2 separate regions of the Mus musculus genome follow, and region 1 is linked to region 2. The links are chromatin contacts, called in public Hi-C maps. All regions are on one chromosome and are shown on one strand. The core of a region is the stretch at or near the end of the contact, and the rest is flanking DNA. Distances in the headings are between cores, read along the strand shown.

Region 1 (6,093 bases), core at 1,275-3,774, 230 kb after region 2:
TTTAGCAGCTGTTCTTATCAGTGTTGCTGGACACGAGGGTGTTCTTATCTGTGTTCACTGCTTCTGAGTGTTCCTCTTAGTCACATGGCTAGGGTAAAATTGCTTTTTTGTGTAGTATGTGTATCTGAAAGTGGTATGCTACTGGCTTTTACGATTTTACAATTCCTTTGATAGACTGTGAAACTCACTACTCCAAATTGTCACTAAATGAGTTATTCTTCTCTTTTATCGTTTGTGCAAGCCAAGAGTTTATGAAAGTTGAAGGCTATATTAATGACAATGGACTTTCTTAGTTTCTATAAAATTAAACAGTGTAGATTTGAAGCCCATAAAGCAGTGCAGTAAATTGAATGGTGGTCCTGCGAAGGAAAAGCCTACTTGGATTTTATTCAGAAGAATCCCAAACTGGGATTCCATGCGTTATCATGGGCATCAAACCCAATGACAAGCGACTTGTATGACATGAGAAGGGAACAGCATGCACAGAAGTCCATGTGAAAACAGACACTGGAATTTGCAGCCTCAAGCCAAGACCATTCAGAACTCCCTAGTGAGGAAGGATTTCCTTTAAGAGCTTGCAAAGGGAATGCAATCCTACCAACACATTCATTTTGGATTCCTGATCTTCAGAACTATAAAAGACAAAACTTCTGCTATTTTAAGCTGCCAAGTCGTGGTAATTTATCATGGTACACTTAGAAAGAAACCAATACAGCTGATTCATGTCTGTGACCTGTAACACATCTTAGGCTGGTGATCATATTGTAAAACATGCATCATTAAGTTTAAGCCAAAAGCAGTGTAGAACAGTCAAGTAGACTGGGGGTGGGGGGTCAGGGGTAAGTATGTGCATGAGTGTGCAGGTCAGGGGTCGATATCAGGATTCTTCCTGTATTGTTCTCTACTTTAAGTTTTGAGCAAGAATTTTTTTCACTAAACATGGAGCCCATTGTTTGTACTAGAATGGTTGTCCAGTAAATCCTTGGAATCATTTTGTCTCTATCCCAACCCAGCATGGGGTAGGAGGAAAATGTAGCCATGCCTAGCTTTTAAATGGATGCCAGAATTCCTAACTCAAATTCTCATTCTTGAGTACTAATCCCTGTACCCACTGAGAGATCTCTTCAGGCCACAAAGATTGTCATTCTAGGTGCCTTGTACCCAGAATAAAGGTTTTCTAAAATAGGTGTTTATTATAGGGATAGAGAAAATGCAATCAGTTTCCTGTTGCTTCTGTAACAGATTGCCACATTAGTGGGTTAGAACCACATAAATTTAGTACTTTACAGCTCAAGGGGTCAGAAGTTTGAACTGAGTCTCATTGGCTGAAATTGAGAAATCAGTATTGCTGAATACCTCCTGATGTTCCCTAGGGGAAATTTTACCATGCCTTCCCAAGTGCTAGAAGCTGCTCACATTATTTGAACTGAGACCAGTGGCCATTTGAGTTTTTCTCACATTGTGTCATTTTTAGGTTGACTCTGCTTCTTTTTTTGGTATTAAAGGAAACATACTTTTACAAACTATGATGGAATGAGAATCTCTTTGTATCAAGGATACTAAATTAGCAAACTAATGTCACCTACAACGTTAATTTTCCCTTGATGCGATTTTACAAAGACTAGAATGTGGAACTCTCTGCGGGACCTTTATTCTGATGGTGTTGCTGTGAAACTCTTATATTAATGAACTCACTAGAACAAGTAAGCCCAAGACCACACACTCTCACAGGAAGCACACACACCCAGCTCTGTTCCCAAGATGACCTAACCCCTCCTGATTCATACACCAGGATCCCCAAAGACCTGTGGTAGTATACACATCTGCCACCTAGGCTTGAAATAGCCATTGTTCCCACTAAATACTTTGATAAAAAACTGACATTAAAAATGAGTTATAATTCCAAAATGCAATTGCATATACTTTATATTACTTTTCAAAGTGTGTAATTCATGCTTTCCTGTTGGAACTAATTAATGCATTTCACTTAAAAGTGGGTCCATGGTAGGCTTTTTGATTTACCTTAATTCAGTTCTTCTCTTCAAAGAAATAGAAAACCAATATATTCTGGATTTAATCATTACTGCTTTATTGTTTATTACCTCTGAGGAAAGAAATAATTAGTGAACATTTTGACTAATTTTTTCCTTTCAGATATGAAACAAAAATTAAAAGATCTAATCAGTGAACTTGTAAAAGTAAGATAAAATGTCTGAAGATTAGAAAAATAGAATCATTTTTAATTTCCCCCACTATTAAAGTTTTACTATTGTTTAAGGTAGAAAGTGGTCTGACTTTGACATTTTCAACTTTAGTAAACACTGAAGACCTGATATGTGTGAAAACCATGTACGTCTGAACAACTGCTGGGAGTTTTCTCCCTGTGTAATCATCAGGATTTGCTGAAACACAGCTGCACTTCAACACGTGATGGAATGGCAATGAATGACCCTCCCTCCCACCCTCCCCGTGCTCTGGGGAGAAGCCATACAATAAATCTTAGCACTGGACAGCTTATCCATTAAATTGAAGAGGCAAACATTTGTAATTGCTTGAGAACTGTTTCCTCTCACCTGTCCCTGTCACTCCCCATCACCCCAGAACTATAAAAAAAAAAAAGAAAATTACTGGAATTTCTCAATGGTGTGGATTGGAGACAAAACAACGGTGACAAACCTTAGATATTCAATTACTGCTGTGTGCTGGCAAACTATCCCATGTACCAAGAACATGGCAGAGCTAATTCTCAGTCTCGAATCATAACTTTGAATAATACTGTAAAATAAGTAAAAAATAGTCATTCACGGGCCTTTAGGATAATTTGTCTTGTACACATTAGTGTTATTTTCTAATAAAGTTCATTTTGATACAGTAGATTATATTTTGTTAAGTGAGTCACAAATTACCTTTTGCTCTGCTGTTTAAAAAACAATTTTTATACAATAATTCATGTTGATAAGTCTTTTAATATAATTTCTATTGTTGCAACAAAACACCATGACCAAAAAAGAAGTTGGGGAGGAAAGGGTTTATTTGGCTTACACTTCCAGATCACAATCCATCAATGGAGGAAGTCAGAACAGGAACTCAAGCAGAGCTGGAACAGGAAGCCAGAGCTGATACAGGGGCCATAGAGGGTGCTGCTTACTTGCTTGCTTCTCCCGGCTTGCTCAGCTAGCCTTCTTATGGAACTAAGGAACACCAGCCCAGGGACGGCAGCATCCACAATGGGCTAGTCCCTCCCACATTGACCACTAATTGAGAAAATGCCTTACAGCTGGATCTCATGGAGGCATTTCTTCAACTGACGATCCTTCCTCTCTGATGACTCTAGCTTGTGTCAAGCTGACACACAAAACCAGCCAGTACAGTGCTTATCGAGAAGGTTTCAGTGAACCTAGTTCCAACTGTTATTACCACATTAATTAATATTTTAGTTAACGAGCTATAATTAGTTTTGACTTACAGGAAGTTAAGTGAGTCAGAGTTCCCACGAACTGCCTTGCTCCCCTGTTTACAAGGACTCTGATCTTTAACAGAAAGTCATATTTCTTAACATTAATAAACCAGAACATCACATTAACTGAAATTAATTAATTTTATTAGGATCCACTATTGTATAACTTTATGTATTTTTGAAAACTGTGGGAAGTTCCATAGTCACCATTATAGTAACTTAAAAACTAGTTTCATTGTCCTACATGTTCCAAATATTCCATATTATCCTCCTCCCCTCCCACCTAATTGCTGTAGGTAGATCTTTCTGTTCTGTAGTTTTGCCTTTTCCTGAGGTTCACATCATTAACTTCATACAGTTTGTATCCTTTTCATACTGGCTTCTTTCACTCAGCAAATGACAGGGTTCATCCATATTTTAGTGGCTTTTGCTATTGCTGAGAAATATTCCTTTGCCTGCATGTACCACAATTTGATTACCCATTAACTTGGGTTTTTGAGGGGTGCATGCATATGTTTGTGTATGAGCACAAATCTCAGGGGTCATTTATCCTCAGGCACAATACTTCTTGTCCTTTGAGGCAGGATCTGTCACTGGCCTGCAGCTTGCTAATCACACCAGACAGGTTGCCTAGGGAGCCAAGGGACTCTGCCTAGCTCCATCTATTTCTGCATCACAGGCCCTAGAGATTTCAAATGATTACCAAATACAGAGATTTTGCTTGCTCACTTGTTTGATTTTTTTATAAATGTATTTTTATTATTTAAATGTTTCACATAATATATTTTGATCATACTTACCTTCTCTCAACTCTTCCCAGATCCTCTCATCTCCAAACTCAGATAATTTCACGTTCTCTCTCTCTCTCTCTCTCTCTCTCTCTCTCTCTGTTTTTAAAAAATATATAAAAATCAAAATATGAGACTCACACATACAGACAGAGGCCAACAAGGAAAGACAACACAAAAAGCACACAAGAAATGCGGTCTAGTTTACACTGGCCAACTAAATTGATTTTTCACTTTTGTAGAACGTATCAATTGTGACTGCATTCAATTGCAGCTTCTTTGTTAGAGGTGGGATTCTACTTCTCAGTGTTGGGATTTGGTCTGGTTTGGACCTGTGATGTCATGTGTATGTTGTCAGGATTGTCTCTGTGACCTCATTTGTGCATCACTCCTATGTATCGAGATGATGTTGTTTCCTTGTAGCCATCCACCACCGCTGGCTCTTAAAATCTTCTTTCTTCCATGTAGATCCCTAAACTTTAAGGGGCTTTGGATGTCTAAAGACATCCCATTTAGAGCCGAGTTCCAGAGCCTCTCACTCTCTCTACATTGCCCAACTGTGAGTCTCTGTGTAAATTATCTTCTACAGCACGTAGAAGCTTCATTGTTCACCATGTGAATGGCAGCTGAGCCAGTGTTGGTCAGAGAATAGTACTAAGGTAACTTTGGCAGAACGGTAGTCCAACTCTGCTCTGGGACAGCATAGACCAGCTTACCCAGAACTGAAATCCAGGTTACCTGTGTTTTCTGGGCCCAATAGTTCCATTTCTCTTACTTTGTATGCCAATTACTACAGTTTTACCATTTTTTTGTTTTACTTGATGCTTTAAATTTATGCTTTTATTTGTTATAAACATATTGACTATTGGATTCCATTTATTTGCTTTGAATTTTGAACAGATTTTAAAGTAAATGTGCTAATATTAACCAAGAACACTAGTATTAAATACATCTTGAAGTCTGACACTCATATGTGGTAGTCCCATGTTATACTTGTTGGATGAATTCAATGTAAATAATACAGACTTTTTTTTAAAGTTTATTACAAGTGGCTGAATATAATGCTCTCACTGAAAGCTTGAAATGATTCTCTAGGGCAAATCCTTCAGTAGCATAAGACAAAGACTACAGAGCAAAACTGCTAAGCCTACATTTGTATAATGGATCTAGAAATGTAAGAGCTATTGGAATTGGGAATTTCTCAGCTCTGATTTGATCCCAAATCAGAAGTAGAATAAAAGAAAATTAATGAGGATTCACAAGATAAATGTCTGTAGTCAGGGGAAGCAATGAGATGGTGTTTTATAAACTACTCCCTAGAGCAATGAATTCTCTGCTGGCTCCATGACAAGTGCACAATAATTTACCCACATGCACATGTACCCACAGAACAGTCATATATTTACATAAAATAAATTTTAAAAACTACAATGAAGTCAATTAAATTTTTTGCTCTGGGAGTTATAAGTGTAAGTATACAATATTAACTCAAACAAAGTGGAAAAGTCTTGTTGATGCTTTTTTCATAAATTAAATTTATTTTAAGTGATAGTTTTTAAAAAAGTGTACATTAATGGAATGCCATGATGTTTATACATATATGCACTTATACCGTTTATATTAGGCTAAATTTTTCTTTCCTTAAATTTTTCATTTTCTTTCTGGCAAAAACTTTTTAAGACTCTTTTCTTTAGCTTTTTGAGCTATACAATCCATTCCTTTTTATCCATATTGGTCTTACTCTCACCAGATTTTGTTTCCCTCCTACTATAACTTAGTAACATTGGTAAACCTGTTTCTGACTTTCTTTCTCATATGTCTTGCCTCTAATAACTCCCATGCTGCTTT
Region 2 (5,799 bases), core at 2,452-4,951:
GACCTAATACTCATTTGTTTACTCTGAGAATGTTTCCATATTTGAGGACTGAGAATAACTCAAGACTCAAGAGAAAGGTTGTCAGACATAGAAAGAGAGGATAGCTATCTTTATCTGAGACCCAAAGTTCACCGGAAAAAAAAAATACATGGACCAAAATTATGTCCTTATTTGGTATGGGTAAGCAGCCCTGGCCTTGAGAGTTAAACAAACCTATTTGTAAAAACTGGAGCCACCGAGAGAGACACGCAACCCTGGGTGAGTCAGTTATCAGGGCTTCAAGTTTTCATCTCTATAAGCCAAAGGTAATTTAAATTAATACCGGGGGCTTCATGAAGTCAACTGAGGCAGTGTAGAGAGTATTCCTAATCTGGCACAGGATGGAGCTGCTGCTTGACACTCTACCTTCTCTTATTGTGTGATGGGAATTATTACTGTAGGTTAAAGACTCTTATATCCAGAAATGACCCTATGATTGCAACGGCCATACATGAAACAACGTTTACACTGTGGCTCCCTTTTTTGTGGGTATGCATATGTGGGCATGGAGGGGGGTTGGTATTGCAGTTATATACCGGAAATCATCATAAAGAAACAGATATAACACATTGTGAAATTGTGTGCTGTCGCAGAAAAGGGGTATAAGGCACTGAGTAGGGGGAGGTTTAAGCAGATGTCCTGAGCTTCTATAGAGAACACTGAAACTCTTGGAAAGGCAAATTAAGGCTCTGTGCAATGCTGGTTAGCAGAGAACAACACATCTGAGTTACATTTTAATCTAAAATTTAAAACCAGGTGGTTTCAACTGGATTCCTTCAGTTGTTTTTTGAGAACCCAAAGGAGACTGTTTATGTTGAGAATTTTGATTGTTGGCTTACGGACCAATCTTGACAATTGCCAGGCTGACCTACAGCTCATGTAGCCAGGTTGGGCTTGAACTTGTGACCTTCCTGCTTCTATCTCACAACAACTGGCATTATAGGTATGAGTACCGTCACACTTCACTTTGTTCCATCTTCCAGTTTTATTAAATACAGGTGTCTGTGGAAGCAACAATTTCTCTGTTCCTACAAGTGATATATTTTAGTATATCTCATTTGCTGCTTCAGATCACATATAAAACCAAACACCATATATACAAAACCATTTTTTATACATGTATACCCATGACAACTTTTAACTAATTAAGGCATTGTAAGAGATTGACAATAATAACTAATAACAAAGCAATTATAACGATGTACTGTAATAAAGTCTCTGAGAATGTAGTTTTCCTCAAGATCATTTGAAACATCTTATTATACTTCCACCTTTTCATTTAAATTAAACACTTGATAGTTTCTTTTGGTATATCTGAATTGTCAACACCCTAACTCCTGGGTTTAGGGTTTCTGGTAAGTTAAATGTCATATTTGAACACAAGCTCTCCCATAAAATGAAAGTTGATCTTACAACCGAGTCAGTCACTAAGTGACTAGCAGATACCACTGTATTCAGTAAAAGTGTGACTTGTAAGCCAGTGGTTCTAGTTTACAATCTCCTAAAGACTTCTGATTTTTTTGTCAAGTAATTTAGTCCTATGTATGAAGAAATGGAGACATTTAAATATGTGCCTATTGAACAACAACAACAAATACAAATTTAATACAGTCACCAAATCCTGGTGAATTTCCTTTTTAGTGAGTTTTTTGAAGAAGTGTAACTTATTTTGTATCTGCTTCATTATACTTAGGATTTATAGTCTAGGTTTGGGATTCAGGAGCTCTCTTGAAGCCGGTAGGCACTATTTACATTTCACTTACTGATCACAAGAGGGAGTGAGAGGTCTGTGAAAGATTACACTGTTTCCAACTTTTCCCAAGTTGTGCATCCAGAGGCCAGTGAGTTCTACGGGTCAGCTGGTGTTTCTCCTTCCCCTCAGTAGAAGCCCTTTTTATCTGACCCCAAGTTCAAACCGACCTTACCACATACCCACGTACTTTCATAATAAAAGCTAAGTGCATGAAAAATATTAGACTCTTTATATTTTGTCATTCTGCAAACACACACACACACACACACAGACACACACACACACAGAGACACACACACACACAGATACACACACACAGACACACACACACACAGACACACACAGACACACACACACACACAGACACACACACACAGACACACACACACAGACACACACACACAGACACACACACACAGACACACACACTCACTCACAAACACACACACACACAGACACACACACACACACCACATACACACACACACATCACACACACACACTCACTCACACACAGACACACACACCACACACACACACACACACAGACACACACAGACAGACAGACAGACAGACAGACAGACAGACACACACACACACACACACACACACACACACACACACACACACACACACACACACCACTGCTGGTCTGATGAGCCTGGGTTAGTGATACTGCTCTCAGCAGTTCATTTATTGCAGCATCAGTGGGTGTGACAGAGCTATCCAGCAGAAGGCTGAGATGCTGAAAAATCAGAACATCTGGAGTAAAGAGAACATTTGACATTCCTCTTCTAAGGTGTCTGTAACCTGGGAGAACTTGCTGTTTCTCCTTCTGATAGCATGTTTCCTTTAAAGAGAAGACACTGGAACATAGTAACGCTGTGTTCTGTGATGCTCCACAGTTCATTAGATAGTTGGGGAATAAAAGCTTAAAATATCTCTGATACAAAGAGCAACATTACTGACCATTGTGAAGTTTCTTAAGAGAGAAACACATATGCAATCTCTTCAAAATGTATGCCTTCACAAGACAGCATCTGAATGCTTGTAGTGTATTCTTTGATAGACTTGAGTATAATTTCTCCTAAGACTGTAAGATTGTTTCTTCCAGCTTAGGGAGTCAAAGGTGGGCTAACCTTCAAGAATAACTTTCAGTTATTTAATAAAAGAAGCCCCCAAATTTAAAATAAAATGAGTTATGTATATATTTTGCTTTATGCATGAAGGCAGATGTAATGAGAAAGTGACATTGAATATGGTTTTTAAATTCTTAAATTTTTTATAGTAACTTTTATCTTTTTGAAATTATAATAGTATCATTTCCTCCTTCTCTTTTCTCTGTCCAACCCTCCCATTTAGCCCCTTGATCTCTCTAAAGCAACACAGCTTCAAAATTTTAAAGGTCTGTGCATGCACCCATACCCCTCCCCTCTCTCTGTGTGTCTCTCTCTCTGTCTCTGTGTCTGTCTGTCTGTCTGTCTGTCTGTCTGTCTGTCTCTGTGTTGGTCAGAAAGTCTGGAATCAGTCCTCTCCTTTCACCATTAAGTGAAAAGCAAATGCAGGCTGTCAGGGTTGTACAGCAAGCATCTTTATCAGCTGAGCCATCCAGCCATCACACACAACATGTTTGTAAGCCTTAACATGCACACATACACTATGAAATTTTTTCTTGATCAGAAATTCTCACAAGAATGAAATGTGCATAACAAGAGTTACTAACATGTATCTTAATGTATAAAAGCTAAATATACAGACCCTAAATAACATTTAAAATCTCTTTATACTATCTGGACAAAGTATTCAGTTACAATGTGGGCCTGGCTCACAGGTCATTTCTAGTTTAATTCATCTGATGGTTTTACTGCCTGCCTGAAACATTTGTTGTTTTTAATGCCACAGCTATGACACACGTCAGCTTGCTCCATGAAAACTTCTGGGAATCCTGAAGAAATACTAGTACTTCCCCACCCCACCCAGCACTCCGAAAGTTTCCCACAGTTTTTTCCCTTCATGCTGTTTACACTTATCAGTGTTTCAATGCTTTGGGTTGTCAGAAACTTTGACTTCGTATTGTCTTAGAACCATAAACAGAATTGTTGTACCTGACGGCATACACATACTTTTTAGAGGGTACAATTGTAAAATCTTTATTGTTTAGTGAACTGCAGAGATAGATTAGAATCGTCCTTTGTAAAATGTTTCTTTACACGTACCCTGGTGCAAACATGACACACGGCACCCAGGGGGAGCAGGGGTCAGACCTGCTTTCTGAGTTGGAGCTTCTGCTATAGAACTTGTGTTGTGCCAGAAAATTAAACAAATTTGTGTCATATGGGACAAGAAGGTTTTGTCCTTCTTGGCCAATGATGAGAAAAATGTAGGTGTAAGTTCATTTTAATTTTAAAGTCCAACTCTGGGAATTCCAAGGTGGTGTCAACGAAGCACATGGTTTTAAAGGCTTTGAGGAGATAGGTGCATAAATACTTATTAAAACAGAATATGTAAGTTATATGACACAGATAAAATAAAAATATAAACATAAGATTCACTGGGAGAAAAATGTCTCTAATGAAAGACTGAAGTTTTTGTTATTCCATGATATGAACAGCAAAACGTTCCTATTGGACATAATCCCATCATCTTCTGTGCATAGTGCCACAACTGTTTGCTTTACTCTTAAGTTACTATGTTATGTCCTAGCTGCCTTTGACCCTTCAAACTATTATTAACTACATTCTTTCCAGTGTTCACTGGGTGCAAGCTCATAAGCGATCTATCAGTTTTAAAAAATGATTTCCAAGCTTCTCATCCTCTATGACATTTTGTATATGTTCAAACCATAAACAATAACCATATAAATTATAAAAGTGCTGAGCGCATAGTCTTTGTATTCCTCCTATTTCTACTACTTTCCATATAGAATAAGCCCTGTGACATGTCTAGATGACATCGGACCAAAGAATTCAGCTGCTTAAATAAAGCAACATTCCTTTAGCCTTCCTGTCCTTATGCAATTAGAGAAAATGCCACATGCATTCATAATTTTCAATTTTTTATCAAAATAATATCTAGTAAGCATTTAGTCAAATTCTCTTGTTAATATTATGTTTATACACTTGGTGTTTACTTATGAAAGAAATTTAGGTTGGGGTTTACTGGAAAGATTATAGTTTCTTTGATATGCACATGAAAGTACTTTATGAGACTTCATTTTTAATACAGGGAAGAGCTATATATTTGACTGAAAAACAGTCAAATTATGATGATATCCACAAATATGACTTATGAAATGTATACTAAGTATCTAAAAGCCAAAATAATGTAATATATTGTTATTTCATAGCACTATAAAAATTAAAATTATATTATTAATTCTGGGTTTAGAGAATATTGACTGAAATAGAAATGATAAGTCTTTCATTACATTTTGAATATGGAAAAACAAATATTACCAATATATTTTTATTATCTTCAATAAAAATTTATGCAACTTACTGTGTTCTGTGTAAGAAACAGCTTTTGTAAAATTTATCTACTACCTAATATTGTAAAATATTGACAGGTTAGACTTAGTCTTTTATTACATGACATTATTATTGATTACCTTCATATTCTAGGCATGAGACACGGTTGTCGATGAGAATAGCATGGGAACATCTACATCAAATGTGATCCCATTAAAGCTTTTATGATTTTATGTATATATCCTATATTCACATTTATATGTAATTTAAAAACAAAGGATGAAATAACTTCCTATTTTCTTCAATTCCATCTAAAGGTTTTAACAGGATATTCGGAAGCACAGAGTAATAAGGAAGAATTGGAGGATCCTTCCAGTCTGTGGCTCAAGTGAATATTAAAGAGTGTAGTGTATTATCAGGCAGAGGAGCAGAGAAAGGAACTGCAAAGTTGTGTGGCAAGCTGAAGCCTTTTGATGTTAGTTGAGAAGAAATTGCTAAGTAGGGAGTAGAAAAAATGGGAGAATTTTTCATCTATAAACC

What was found. Hi-C and Micro-C count contacts between places; a contact is called where the count stands out from the background.
Region 1: a contact with region 2 is called in a Hi-C map of the C2C12 cell line, with 4 times the contacts expected there. The contact joins two enhancer-like sites. A contact is called at or near these places in 10 of 484 Hi-C or Micro-C datasets (the C2C12 cell line, the HPC-7 cell line, bone marrow-derived macrophages and 4 more) and 6 of 115 datasets of contacts at active chromatin or transcription factors (the HPC-7 cell line, the NIH/3T3 cell line, embryonic stem cells and 2 more).

Annotation. Positions count from the first base shown.
Region 1 is chr2:84,263,882-84,269,974 of GRCm38.p6, forward strand. No RefSeq gene overlaps it. Among named protein-coding and RNA genes, the nearest start is that of Calcrl, 160 kb to the right of the region's middle. Within about 2 kb of position 2,525, at least 16 of the 459 cell types and tissues checked have an H3K27ac peak or open chromatin away from gene starts, as enhancers often do. A contact at or near this core is called in the C2C12 cell line and bone marrow-derived macrophages, where this site is marked.
Region 2 is chr2:84,035,665-84,041,463 of GRCm38.p6, forward strand. No RefSeq gene overlaps it. Among named protein-coding and RNA genes, the nearest start is that of Zswim2, 97 kb to the left of the region's middle. Within about 2 kb of position 3,702, at least 4 of the 459 cell types and tissues checked have an H3K27ac peak or open chromatin away from gene starts, as enhancers often do. A contact at or near this core is called in the C2C12 cell line and bone marrow-derived macrophages, where this site is marked.